Linked DNA regions of Canis lupus: region 2 is linked to region 1. Evidence: chromatin contacts called from public Hi-C data. All regions are on one chromosome and are shown on one strand. Each heading gives the region's core, a stretch centred on a gene start, on an enhancer-like site or on the middle of the called end of the contact. The rest is flanking DNA. Distances are from core to core; before and after follow the strand shown. Region 1 has its middle 28 kb from the start of IFNAR2. Region 2 overlaps IFNGR2 (interferon gamma receptor 2).

Region 1 (7,027 bases), core at 2,540-5,039:
AAAGAAGATGTGGTCTATATATATGATGGAATTTTTTTCTTTAGATTTTATTTATTTATTTATGAGAGACAGAGAGAGGCAGAGACATAGGCAGAGTGAGAGGCAGGCTCCCTGTGGGGAGCCTGATGTGGGACTCAATCCTCGGACTCCAGGATCACATCCTGAGCCAAAGGCAGCTCAACCGCTGAGCCACCCAGGCATCCCTATGTAGTGAAATGTTACTCAGTCATCAAAAAGAATGAAATCTTGCTATTTGCAACAACATGGATGGAACCAGAGTGTATTATGCTAAACAAAATAGGATTTAAGAAACAAAACAGATGAACATAGGGGAATAGAAGGAAAAATGAAATAAGATGAAAATAGAGAGAGAGGCAAACCATAAGGGATTCAACTGTAGGAAACAAACAGGGTGGCTAGAGGGGAGGAGGGTGGGCAGATGGGGTAACTGGGTGACAGGCATTAATTATAGACACGTGATGTAATGAGCATTGGGTGTTATATTCAACTAATGAATCATTACACTTTACCTTGGAAACTAATAATACACTATATGCTAATTGAATTGAATTTATTTTTTGTTTTTTTTTTAATTAAAAATTGTTTTTGAATTGAATTTAAATAAAAAAAATTTAAAAATCAAAACTTCTTAAGGTCAGCTTAGCTATGCCAATACAGCAAGGGGCCCGCTCGTGTCAGCACCTCCAGCAGACTCCGAGGCCCTGCGTCACCCCATTGGTACCCCACTGTGGGAGGTGGCTGTGTGTCAGAGCTGGCGCTGGGGCTCCACTCATGCTTACAGCACACCCTGCGGCCCCCTCTGCTTCAAAGCCCCATTCCCAAGCAGCCTGTGGGCCTTCCATGCTTCCCTCAAAGTCAGCATTTTCCCAAACTGCAGCTTGGGACCTAGTAGTTCATGAAACCAATTTAGTGAGTCTCAGACATCATTAGAAAAAAAAATGGAATGGAATGGAATAGAAGAAAGAAAGCAGAATAGAAAATAGCACAGCACACTGTACATAATAATGATAAATATCGAACTGTTTCAGGTGTGTGCATTGCATGAAGTGTATGTGTGGTGTGTATGGGATGTGTGTATGTGCGGTGAATGATACATGTGGTGTGTGGTGTATATGTGGTGAATGGTGTGGGCAGTACGTGGTGCATGTGCCTGGTGTGTAGTATGTGTGGTGTGTGCGTCATGTAGTATGTGTGTGATGAATGGTGTGTGTGGTATGTGGCGTGTGTGTGTAATGTGTAGTATGTGTGTGGTGTGTATGGTGTATGTGTGCGTGTAGTATAAGTGTAGTGAAGGGTGTGTATGGTATGTGGTGTGTGTGTATGTTATGTGTGTATGTATGTGTGATGTGTCTGTGTGTATGTGACGTGGATGTAATGGGTTGTAATCAGAAGTGCCTTTTTTTATTTTAAAGTTTAGGAAAGTCTCATTTTTAAAAAAAGATCTTATTTATTTATTCATGAGAGACACACACAGAGAGAGGCAGAGACACAGGCAGAGGGAGAAGCAGACTCCATGCAGGGAGCCCGATGCGGGACTCGATCCAGGACACCGGGCTCACGCCCTGAGCCGAAGGCAGATGCTCAACCACTGAGCCACCCCGGCGTCCCAGGAGTGGCTTTACCCCAAGGCTGAAGCATGAACTTCAGGGCTGCAAGCCCCCTTGCAAAGCCCTGTCCCTATTTTCCCTATTAGGGTATTTGTAATGCCATATTGTATTGTTTATTGTATTGCTGTCCTTTCTTTTTTCTTTTTTTAAAATATTTTATTTATTTATTTATTTTTTTGAGAGGCAGAAGGAGCATGCACATGTGTGCTGAGGGGCAGAGGGAGAAGCAGACTCCCCGCTGAGCAGGGAGCCTCGATCCCAGGACCCTGAGAGCATGACGTGAGCCGAAGGCAGACACTTCACCACCTGAGTCACCCAGGCGCCCCCTCATACGTGGTTAGGGAGGGAGGGAGGGGCGGGGGCGGGGGCGGGAGGGAGGGAGGGTGGGAGGGATGGGGAGGGAGGAGGAAGGAAGGAAGGAAGGGGAGGAAGGACGGCAGGAAGGAGGAACGGGGGGAGGGTGAGGGAGGGAGGGAGGGAGGAGGAGGGGAGGGGGAGGGAGGGTCTTGGAAGGGAGGGAGGATCCTTCCTTCTTCCTTCCTTCATTCCTTCCTTCCTTCCTCTTTTCTTGTCTCTTTCTTTCTTTATTTATTTATTTCTGTCGTTCTTCTTTCTTTCTTTCTTTCTTTCTTTCTTCTTTCTTCTTTCTTTCTTTCGATTTTATTTATTTATTCATGACAGACACAGAGAGTGAGAGGCAGAGACACAGGCAGAGGGAGAAGCAGGCCCCATGCAGGGAGCCTGACGTGGGTCTCTATCCCGGATCTCCAGGATCACACCCTGGGCTGCAGGCGGTGCTAAACCGCTAGGCCACCGGGGCTGCCCCTCATACTGTTTTTCTTAGGGTTGGATAAGCTTCCCTCCCCTCAAACTCTGGACCTCCTCTGGTTGTGGTGGGGCATGTTTCACTTCCTGTGGGTTGTAGGCAAAGATAAAAAATACAAAATCCCATGCTCTCACTCGCTTTCCACCCAGCAGCCGGCAACATTTTGCCAAAATGCAAATTCCATCCCTCTGCCCCCTTGCATACGGGCTTCTGGGGCTCCCATCATCCTTGGGGTGAAATGCAGACTCCTCCACGGGGCTTCTGGGCTCCCATCATCCTTGGGGTGAAATGCAGACTCCTCCACGGGGTGAAGGCCAGCTGTTCTCGTCCCCACTTCCTGCTCCCGTCTTTGGGTCACTCCTCCTCCCATCCTCTGCCCTGCTGGGCTAACTTAGCGTCCTCCCTTGACCTCTGTTTTCCCTGGTCCCTGTGGGGGTGTGCGTGCAAATGCTTTTCCCTGTCCCTGGAAGACCCTCAACCTCCTCTTTTCTGGTCCCTCCTTCCCTTCCTGGACTCTGCTTATCTGTCCCTTCCTCCAGGAAGCCTCTTGCTTCCGGAATATGGGCAGGATGACCCTCCCTAAAGCCTACAGCACCCTGTATTTCTGTCATAACAGCACTGTGACACCACGTAGAGGGTTTCCTTGTCCCTGGGCTCTGTTTTCCCAGCTCATCCCGTGCAGACCACACAGCACCACCGACTGAGCTCCTACACAACACGGGCACTGCGGCGTGCTCCTGACATACTGAGTCATGTGCTCACCCCAACCCTGAGAGTCAGGAGCTGTTAGCACCTTCCCCCCTTGGTAGGTGAGAAAACCGAGGTGCAGAGAGGATAAGTAACTTGCTCAAAGTTACACACACAGTAAGTGGTGAATCCAGGATTCTAACCTTGGAGTCCGGCTCCAGAGCCCTTTTTGTCACCATGATGTAGAAGGCATTCAACAAGACAACTGGTTACATGGGCTGTTAAGAGAAACCGAAAACTTAAAAGCTATGTGTAAGCTTAGCTGGTCTTTAAAGAGGGTGGATCATGTTAAAAAGAAGGTTCAGGTGAGCCCCTAGATGGGGTGCAAAGTAACAGGTGGCATGGGGCCTGGGGAGACCTGGATTTCCCTGTATACATCCACCATAGTGCCATGTGGGCTGGAGGCCCAGGGTTGAGAAGGAGGCTTGTGGGGAGGCCCAGGATTGAGAAGGAGGCTCCAGTGGAGTGGACATGATGTGGGAGAAGGAGACGGAGAAAGAGAGAGCTCAGGCACGAGAGAGCTACTCCCCCACCCAGCCCTTGCAGATCACAGGAAAAGCCAAAATCTTAAAGCACGTATTTTGAGGTTGTTTCCTGTGGGTTAAGTGATGTAATCCCTGAGCTCTACCCTTCCTCCCCCCCACCTCCCCCCCTTACAATATGCTATTTTCCAGAGCGGTCATAATGCTTTTTTGCATATGAGTGGATTCACTTGGCAGAGCTTAAAGAAGCCCTGAGATCATGCTGGGGTACAGAGAGGGAGAGTCTAAGAACACAGGTCCAGTGGGCTCTCATCCTGGGTCATGGTACTGAAAGACCCAAACCAATCACACTTTGGTCTCCAAAGGGAAAGGGGCCCCAGCTGACTTCCGGGATCTAGAGATGAACGGCTGGGTCAATCAGTGCTGATTCAGAACTATTTTCTTATTTCATTAGAACTGCCCCTGTCCCCTAGACCTGAGGGGTGTGGAAAGGCTTGCTGGCCTCTGGATCCAGACTCTGGCTTTCAATCTCTTTAAAAAATAACTGTGTCAGGGCAGCCCCGGTGGCCCAATGGTTTAGCACCACCTTTGGCCCGGGGTGTGATCCTGGAGACCCAGGATCGAGTCCCACATCGGGCTCCCTGCATGGAGCCTGCTTCTCCCTCTGCCTGTGTCTCTGCCTCTCTCTCTCTCTCTGTCTGCCATGAATAAAAAAAAAAAAAACAAAAAACAAAAAACTGTGTCAAATGTCCTGACGTGCTCACTAAGTACAAGCGCACTTTAAACAAAGAATCCTATTTTATTTTATTTTTTTGAAGATTTTATTTATTTATTCACCAGAGACACACACAGAGAGAGGCAGAGACACAGGCAGAGGGAGAAGAAGGCTCCATGCAGGGAGCCCGATGTGGGACTCGATCCTGGGACCCCAGGATCATGACCTGACCCAAAGGCAGACGCTCAACTGCTGAGTCACCCAGGCATCCCAGAATCCTATTTTAAGCAAATAATTGGTTCTTTCCTGGTCACATCCTGGTCACATGACCACCAGTGGTGGTCACGGTGTATAAAATGCATAAGGAAGTATATACAGTAATTTTCTTTTCTTTTTTTTTAAAGATTTTATTTATTTATTCATGAGAGGCAGAGACATAGGCAGAGGGAGAAGCAGGCTCCCTGAGGGGAGCCCAATGTGGGACTTGACCCCAGGACCCCATGATCACGCCCTGAACCGAAGGCAGAGGCTCAACCACTGAGCACTCAGGTGTCCTTATACAATAATTTTCAAATGACATTTATTTGCAATGAACTGATTATAGGGTAGGACAACTGCTTACTATTCAGTGCACTTGTTCATCCTTAAGACAACTCTTTAGACACTGAGTCGACTACATTTAAAGACTGCTGGGTGAGGTATGTGGTGAGTCTAGGGGCCACTTAGCCTGATCCCTCAAGATGCCTCTATTGTCCTTGTTCCAGCTCTGAGGCTCTAAGTCAGGGTGGACCAGACAAGGCTCCGTTGCAGGGAGCAGAGCATGCTCCCCTGCAGTCAGATGGCAGTTGTCTAACTGAAAGATTGGTGAGGCACACCAGTCCCTGCACGACTCCAGGCTGGCCAAGCAGCTGAACTGCCCAGCCTTGGGTGTATGAAGCGGCAGTAAGAGAAGGGGACATCAGAAGGGAGGAGAGAGTTTTTGAGACTGGGTTGGAGGACGTCTGGGGTAGCTCTTATTATCACGGCATCATCTGCAACCCCCCATTCCATGCCTCGGGAACCTGACTTGGCCTCTGGAGGTGGCTCCTAACCACTGTGCTTGTGTACTGACCTCACTGACTTCCACCTGTGTCTTTAAATAAGTTTACTTGCATAACATCCCCAAGAGGTGCCTGAACAAAATTTTTAAAAAAGGTTTTTAATTTATTCATTTGAGAGAGAGAGATCAAGTGTGAGCACAAGTGGGGGGAAGGGCAGGGATGAGAGGGAGAAGCAGACTCCCTGCTGAGCAGGGAGCTGAATGCAGGGCTTAGATGCTGGGGCTTAATCCCAGGACCCTGAGATCATGACCTGAGCCAAAGGCAGGCGCTTAATGGGACTGAGCCACCCAGGTGCCCCAGTTTCTCCCTGTTCTTGAAAACAGTGGAGAAACATTTAAAAATGTACATCTTTTCACAAGTTAATAGCACTGAAAACAGGGTGACTCGAAGTTGCAAGCGAGCGAGCAGAAGGCAGTTGGGCCGCGAGACTGGAGCAATGCCTAAATCAAAATTTTTAAAAATTTTTATTTATTTATGATAGTCACACACACACAGAGAGAGAGGCAGAGACGCAGGCAGAGGGAGAAGCAGGCTCCATGCACTGGGACCCCGACATGGGACTCGATCCCAGGTCTCCAGGATCGCGCCCTGGGCCAAAGGCAGGCACCAAACCGCTGTGCCACCCAGGGATCCCAGCAATGCCTAAATCAAAGGAACTTGTTTCTTCAAGCTCTTCTGGCAGCGATTCTGACAGTGAGGTTGACAAAAAGTTAAAGAGGAAAAAGCAAGTTACGCCAGAGAAACCTGTGAAGAAGCAAAGACTGGAGAAAAATCAAGAGCCCTGTCATCCTCTAAGCAGAGCAGCAGCAGCAGAGATGATAACATGTTTCAGATTGGGAAAATGAGGTACCTCAGTGTTCGGGACTTTAAAGGGAAAGTCCTAATTGATATTAGAGAATATTGGATGGATCCAGAAGGTGAAATGAAACCTGGAAGAAAAGGTATTTCTTTAAATCCTGAGCAATGGAGCCAGCTGAAGGAACAGATTTCTGACATTGATGATGCAGTAAGAAAACTGTAAAATCAGAGCCATATAAAACCCGTACTGTTCTAGTTGTTTTAATCTGTCTTTTTACATTGGCTTTTGTTTTCTAAACGTTGTTTTCCAAGCTATTGTATATTTGGATTGCAGAACAATTTGTAAGATTGAATACTTTTTTTTAATGTGCATTATTAAAAGTGTTCTGAGTGAAGCTAATTGTCAACTTGATGAAGGAGGATTGCTTTGTGCCCGCCACCTAGTGTAAAATAAAATCAAGTAATACAATCTTAACTGTTGTGGCCTTTTTTCAAAAGAATTGGTACTATTTAAGGCCAAAAGTAACAGTTTATAGACCTATTAGTTTCACCTTGGCTTTTACATTCAAAAGGATTTGTATTGCATTGAATTCATAAACTCTGACTTGTGAAAACCATAGTTGATCTATTTTCTTCCAGCCCAATGTCTAGACTTGTTGGTATTTCCAGTGATATTTCCCTTCCCCCCACCTTTTTTCTTTACATTGTTTTCCTTTAGTAACTTAACTTGT
Region 2 (7,027 bases), core at 2,521-5,020, 220 kb before region 1:
ATGGGTCTGTTTTCTCCTGTACAGTGAACACTTCATTGTGTAGGTCAAGGGGCATCAAACTTCCTTGGGAAAGGGCCAAGTAGTAAATATCTTGGCCCTGTAGGCCTTCTCAGTTCTCCCCAGCAGTGCAAATGCAGCCAGCGATGGTACGCACATGAATGAGAGTCACTGCCTTCCAATAAACGTTGATTTACAGACGCTGAAATTTAAATTTCATATGCCTTTCATGCGTGATGAAATACTATTCTTTTGATTTCCCCCCACCCCCAACCATTTAAAGATGTAGAAACTATTCTTAGCTACAAATACAGGGAGCGGCCTGGATTTGCTGCATGGCCTACAGCTTGCCCTGTTGTAAATGATGTATAAGGTGGCTTCTGACTCATTTTATGGTTCTGTACGTAGCCTGACCAGAAATTAAAGTCCCAAGTTAGTACAAGTATGAATTCTAATCGATGAGCTATTTATTTTACAAAGTAGAATCAGGTGTTTTGGGGGAAGAGCTACAGAAAAGGAGACTCTTAGTCAACTAGTTCTTATCCTCCTGTGGTTAAGAGGCCAGCCCCACGCCTCCTCAGGATGTTTATTGAGTTAGGATGGTGAAGTGGGGTCATGGAGAAGTGGCATGTTTGGTGTTATTGGCATCGTCTCCCCTACAACACAGTAACGTTGTTGAGCCTGGCCCCAGAGGCCCCTGGGAACAGGGCTGGCTCTGGGCTTGGGCTCTGAGTGTCACAGATTTAAGCCACTGCCTTCAACAAGAAGGGCCTTACTGGGCCTGCACCACAGCGACCTCCTGCTCCAGGCCCTGAAGCCAGTTCAGCCTTCTGGGCATCTGGTCCCCAGAGCCAGCCTGCTGGCCCCTGACTAGCTGGAACTAACTCCCTTCCCCACACGGTGGCACATAGGCACTTCCTCTCTTACAGAGTTATCTGTCCCCTTTCTGTTGGGCTCAGACTCTTTTTTTTTTTTTTAAAGATTTTATTTATTTATTCATGATAGACACACAGAGAGAGAGGCAGAGACACAGGCAGAGAGAGAAGCAGGCTCCATGCACCGGGAGCCCGACGTGGGATTCGATCCCGGGTCTCCAGGATCGCGCCCTGGGTCAAAGGCAGGCGCTAAACCACTGCGCCACCCAGGGATCCCGGGCTCAGACTCTTAGCCTGCTTTCTGCTACATGCATGTCCTCCCACCCTCGCTGTGCTTCACCCCACAGCCCCAAAAAGGAAGCCCTTCTATCTCACATCCCCTACCTGATCTGAGCCAGGTGTTCAGTCTCCACCTACTAGCTCTTCCTCCAAACCAGGCTTGACTCAGATGCACCTAATAAAGCGGATCTCTCCCAAGAGCACTTGCATGGAGCGGGGTCTGGGGGGAGGAGGGGTCCTTTTATGTCTTGTCGGCAAAGTACACAGTGCTTGGTTAGAAAGTCAGCCCAAGAGCCAATTCCTCACCAGTGGCACAAGCGCCAGATGAGAGAGAACTTGGTCCCACTGACCAGCGCCAGAAGCTTCATAATCATACCATGTCTCTTCTTCCCAGTGTGTTTTGGCCACCAGTAGGGGCTAAAGCAGACCTTACAAGCAAGTCTATCACTTTGTGTGTGTGTGTGTGTGTGTGTTGGGGGAGGGCACATGTAACTACACATCCATTTCCCAAATGTCAAGGGTCCCAGAAATGGATTTTCAATCCAAAGCCTTTGAACCAAAGAACCTGTCAATACTTCCCTCATCAGAAGAGTGCAATGCCCCGTGGGTATCACTGTTGTCCATCAGCGAATTCTCTTTACTGTCTACAAGCCCCTGCCTTGGTCAACACACAACTCCTAAAAAGTGAAGTGCTCATGCAGCTTCTGAAAGTGCCCTTTAGGGCAGCCCGGGTGGCTCAGCAGTTTAGCACCGCTTTCAGCCCAGGGTGTGATCCTGGAGACCCGGGATCGAGTCCCACGTCAGGCTCCCTGCATGGAGCCTACTTTTCCCTCTGCCTGTGTCTCTGCCTCTCTCTCTCTCTCTCTGTGTCTCTCATGAATAAATAATAATAATAATAATAATAATAATAATAATAATAATAAATAAAGTGCCCTTTATACCTGCCTAAGGAACCAAGGGATGCACGCAGACTGTTCCCTCTGAGTGATCATGAGGCCTTGGTAGCTCCACTGGGTATCACTTAAGAAAACGAAAATGCAGATATAGTGATTTTTAGGAGTTGGAACTTTGCAGAAAATAAAGAAGGCCAAAATAAAGTGGAAAGCAGCACAACATTCACATTGACTTGTAAAAAGTTAATTACACAATCTTTTATTCCCTAGCCTGAAAAAAAAAAAAGGCTTAAATCGCAGGATAATATTTACAGGACTAATCACATTTTAAGCTGAGAGACTGGATATGAAGAAGGGCCACTCATTGTCCCTTGTTGGGACAGGCTGGGACAGACAGGTTATGTGATCTGCTCGAGGGGTCCAGTCAAGGAGAGGACCCCGTGTCCCGGCTGCCAATGAGCAAAACATCAGGTGTGTCAGAGCCATTTTGCTGACAAATAATTGCATGGCTTTTTAGTGTTTAAGAGAAATCTTAATTTTTCTGGGATATCTCTGTATAATAATTCTGGAAACTTGTATGATTAGAAAACCCTTAGTTTAAAGGAAAAAAAAAATAAGTGTGCCTCCCCCATGAGACCTGTTACATCTTCCAAAGCACCATCGGGCTTCTGGGGGCAGGACTATGGAATGCAGGGCTCCGTAAAGTCCTGACAGGAACGTCAGCAGCTTCAATGGCTCAGAGCTCTCATCCCACAGGCTGGCTGACTGGACCAGAGTTTTAGTTCAAAGTGCTTTGGAGAACATCTTCTCGCTCCTTCTCTGGAAACGAAACTATGGACACAGAGTCCCAGGCGTCATCCTTTGGCGAGCTGTCCTTGTCCAGGGCCTCTAAGATAGGCTGGCTTGGGTCCTTTAAATACTAGAAAAGGTTGAAAACCAACATTGTTATTAGTTTTATCAGTTCAAAAGAGCAGACCTTCCACTTGACTCTTAGCTGCGGCGGCACAGGCCTATTTTCCCTAGGTGTGCGATCCTATGCTGACCACCATTACCACAACTTCTAAAACAAGAGAAGCTTGGCACCTGGGTGACTCAGTGGTTGAACATCTGCCTTTGACTCAGGTCATGATCCCGGGGTCCTGGGATGGAGTCCCACATCAGGCTCCTGCAGGGAGCCTGCTTCTACCCCTGCCTATGTCTCTGTCTCTCTCTCTGGGTCTCTCATGATAAATAAATAAAATCTTAAAAACCAATCAATCAAACAAACAAGAACACCCTTCACATCAGTAGTAACCTGAACACGAATCCAAGGGCCAACCAAGATCACACCAGAGCTCGGGAGAAGCGAGGCCTGACTTGCTGCACTTGCTGCAGGCTCGGGGGTGGCTCTTCCCAAAACGTCTCTGGAATTCGGAGGATGTGGGGCATCTGGTTCACTCATTAAAGGGGAAGAGAGGGAAAGTTCGCCAGGTTTTCCTCAGCCCCTCCACTCTGGTTGCTTCTGTTTCACACAACACACACGGAGCAGAGAGCAGAGAAGTGGGGCGCTGGGCCGGGGAGAGACGGAGAGGGGCCTCATGAGGTCTCTATCTGCCCTTCCCCTCCCACCCCTGCTCTAGGCTGAGCCATCATTTCACTGCTGAGTGACCCAGAAACCCATGCCTTGCTCTTGGACGTGCCAAGAGACACTGCAACACACAGTGAGCTGAGAGCTTACTCATGACGAGAACATAAACCAATCATGTGCACTTCTGAAACCTCAAAAATATGAGTGAAACCTGATTCACTCTTCTCATGTAACTTCAGTGCCCTTTGATACATATTTTTCACACTTTCCCAGGAAAGTGAACTGAAACTCTGTTTTAGAGCCACACCCCACAGGAAAAACTAGTAGTAAATTCACTTCCTAGCGACCTGCTGGTTGTTCTACTGTGAGGGAGAGACAAATGCAAGGAAGATTCTGAGTCCCACTGAAGGCTGTTATTTTGTGAAAATATTAACCAGGGAAGGTTGGGGGTTGTGTGTGTGTGTGTGTGTGTGTGAGTGAGAGAGAGAGAGAAAGAGAGAGAGAGAACTCACTTAATATGAGTTCTACCCTCTTAATAAAAATTTTAAAAGATTTTACTTATTTATTCATGAGAGACAGAGGCAGAGACACAGGCAGAGGGAGAAGCAGAATCCATGCAAGGAGCCCGATGTGGGACTCGATCCCACGACCCCGGGATCATGCCCTGGGCTAAAGGCAATGCTAAACTGCTGAGCCACCTGGGCTGCCCTCTTAATAAATTTCTAAGTGCACAATGCGGTACCAACTATAGGCACGATGAGGTACAGCAGATCTCCAGGACTTACTCATCGTGCGTAACTGGAACTTCAGACCCAATGAACAGCATCCCCTCGAGCCCCTCTTCCCTGGCCCCTGGCAACCACATTCCACCCCCTGCTTCTTTTTTTTTTTTTTTTTCCCAAGATTCCATTTATTTATTCATGAGAGACACAGAGAGGCAGAGACACAGCAGAGGGAGAAGCAGGCTCCACGCAGGGAGCCGACATGGGACTCGATCCCGGGTCCCCAGGATCACTCCCCAGACTGAAGGCGGCGCTAAACTGCTGAGCCACTGGGGCTGCCCTCCACCCCTGCTTCTGATGTAGGAACGAGTTAGGGGCAGACAGGGCGAGGCAAGGAAAGATTAGGGAAAGGCCCCAGAGTCAGGCTCCTACCAATCCCAAGAAAACAGAGATAAGACAGAAACAGGAAAAATAAACCTGGTTCCCTGGTTCCAAAATGTTAGGGGGTACCGCCCCTTCTAATGGTTACTAAGCAATCACAGAAATATGCCATTAAAGTGTTATTAATAGTCCCTGCTCAGGGACAGCTCAGTGATTTAGCGCCTGCCTTCAGCCCAGGGCTTGATCCTGGGGTCCCAGGATCGAGTCCCACGTCGGGCTCCCTGCATGGAGCCTGCTTCTCCCTCTGCCTGTATCTCTGCCTCTCTCTCTCTCTCTCTCTCTCTCTCATGAATAAACACATTTAAAAAAATATTTAAAAATAGTCCCTGCTCAAACCAAGACTGCATAAGAACCTCAAGGCCATGGGCTACCGGACTAGGTTCACTGAAATCCCAGATGTAGACAAATGTTATGGAGGAGATGTTAACCAGAGAGAAGGGAGCACCTTGTTTGGGCTCATGATATTTACAAAAACATCTTGTTTGTTATTATGATAGTTACAAGTCCACCTGTTTGTTCTAAATATCCACCCTGGTAGGGACAAGAAATTTACCAAGCACCCTGGTCAGTTTCCTATAAAAGAGGGACGTGAAGGCCCCCACTGGCCACCCTGTGGGGAGCTTTCCCTGTATGTCTGCTTAATAAACTTCTGTCACTTGGCTCACTCCCAAGACTCTCATGTCCATGAGATTCATTCTTTGACTTTGTCAGACAAGATCCAAGCTCTCCCGTATCACTTCTATGACGCTGACTACTCTGGAGGCCTCATGTGCCTGGAATCATGCAGGATCTGCATGGAGGTTCTAGGAGGGAATTTACCATGTAACTTGTCATTCATTCATTCATTCATTCATTCATTCATTCATTCATTCATTCATTCATGAGAGACACACAGAGAGGCAGAGACACAGGCAGAGGGAAAAGCAGGCTCCCCATGGGGAGCCTGATGCGGGACTCGATCCTGGGGCCCCTGGATCATGACCTGAGCTGAAGGCAGACGCTCAACCACTGAGCCACCCAGGGGCCCCTGAACATGTAATTTGTATTATGTCTGTGTACTTTAAATACCCCGACAAGGGAAGGAAGATGAGGGACTACAGTGTGGGACCCAGGAAATTAAACAAAATCCCCTACCCCTGGACAAGCAGAGCAGGACTGACTCTAGTTTGGGCTGCACCCGCCTTGTGCTGACCTGCTTATTACTGAGGGCACTACCCCGCCCTAGTCAGACCAGGGCACACCCTAACCAGAAATCCGGTTCAGCGGACCAGCATGACTGCGCAACTCTCTGCGTATCCCATTGGCCACTGGCCCCTATAAAGTTGCTAAGCCTCTTAGTCTCGGGGTCCAAGTCCCTGCTCCGCTGCGTCGGGTACACTTGGACCCAGGCTCGAGCTTGTAAATAAACCTTCGTGTGCTTGCATCGGTGTCGGCTCCTTGGCGGTTTCTCGGATTTGTGATCTTGGGCACAACATATAGCTCTTTCTGGAAGCACTGCTCTTTCTCCGCAAACTTGGACTTTATCTAACGCCTACTCTGTCGAGGTGTAACAGAGTGCGATTCTGTTTCCAGTACCTTTGCCCCGATTTTGCTGCCAATAAATTTCCAGAAGCAAATCCTTTTAAATGATCTTCTGTTGGCTCACTTCTGACCCTAAGCGTGTCCCCCATGGTGTCCTCGGAGGGCCAGGCCACCTCAGAGCCTCGGGGCGGGTGGGGCTGTGCAGGAAATCCACTGTCCCACGAGACCCCGTCCACCCTCCTTCCTCAGGTCTTTCAAAATACCAGTAACATCCAGGGAGCTCTCGGCGTGCAAGGCTCTGTACTCACAGCCCTGGGTGCATTTGCCCTAGAATCCTTCTAAGTGCACACATCTGACCCACAGCCCATGCTCTAGACCCCTGTCTTTGCCACCTCCCTATCCTCTGCCAGGCTCCCTGGGGGCTTTCTCCTAAAGGCATGGGGCTCATGTGCCAATTTCTTGGCCAGGCCAGGAACTGGCTACCTTTTTTCACCAACTTCATGCCATTAAAAAAGTGTTTTAAATCGCGGGAAAATACACATAACATAGAAGTTACATCTTAACCGCTTTTAAGTGTACGACTCAGTAGCATAAAATACGTTCACACGGCTGTACAACCCTCACCACCATCTCTGGAACTGTTTTTATTTTACAAAACTAAAATATCATCCCCATGAAAGACTAACTCCCCACTTCTTCCTCCCTGCCCAGACCCTGGTACCCGCCACTCTA

What was found. A called contact is a pair of places that touch in the nucleus more often than the background predicts.
Region 2: a contact with region 1 is called in a Hi-C map of blood, with 5 times the contacts expected there. The contact joins two enhancer-like sites. A contact is called at or near these places in 4 of 9 Hi-C or Micro-C datasets (amygdala and blood).

What each region holds. Positions count from the first base shown.
Region 1 is chr31:28,414,028-28,421,054 of UU_Cfam_GSD_1.0, reverse strand. It overlaps the pseudogene LOC100688651. Among named protein-coding and RNA genes, the nearest start is that of IFNAR2, 28 kb to the left of the region's middle. Within about 2 kb of position 3,789, at least 5 of the 20 cell types and tissues checked have an H3K27ac peak or open chromatin away from gene starts, as enhancers often do. A contact at or near this core is called in blood, where this site is marked.
Region 2 is chr31:28,630,549-28,637,575 of UU_Cfam_GSD_1.0, reverse strand. It overlaps IFNGR2 (interferon gamma receptor 2), which reads right to left. Exons shown (of 7, transcript XM_038581382.1): 7 at 2,273-2,963. The coding sequence ends at 2,823. Among named protein-coding and RNA genes, the nearest start is that of IFNGR2, 38 kb to the right of the region's middle. Within about 2 kb of position 3,770, at least 4 of the 20 cell types and tissues checked have an H3K27ac peak or open chromatin away from gene starts, as enhancers often do. A contact at or near this core is called in blood, where this site is marked.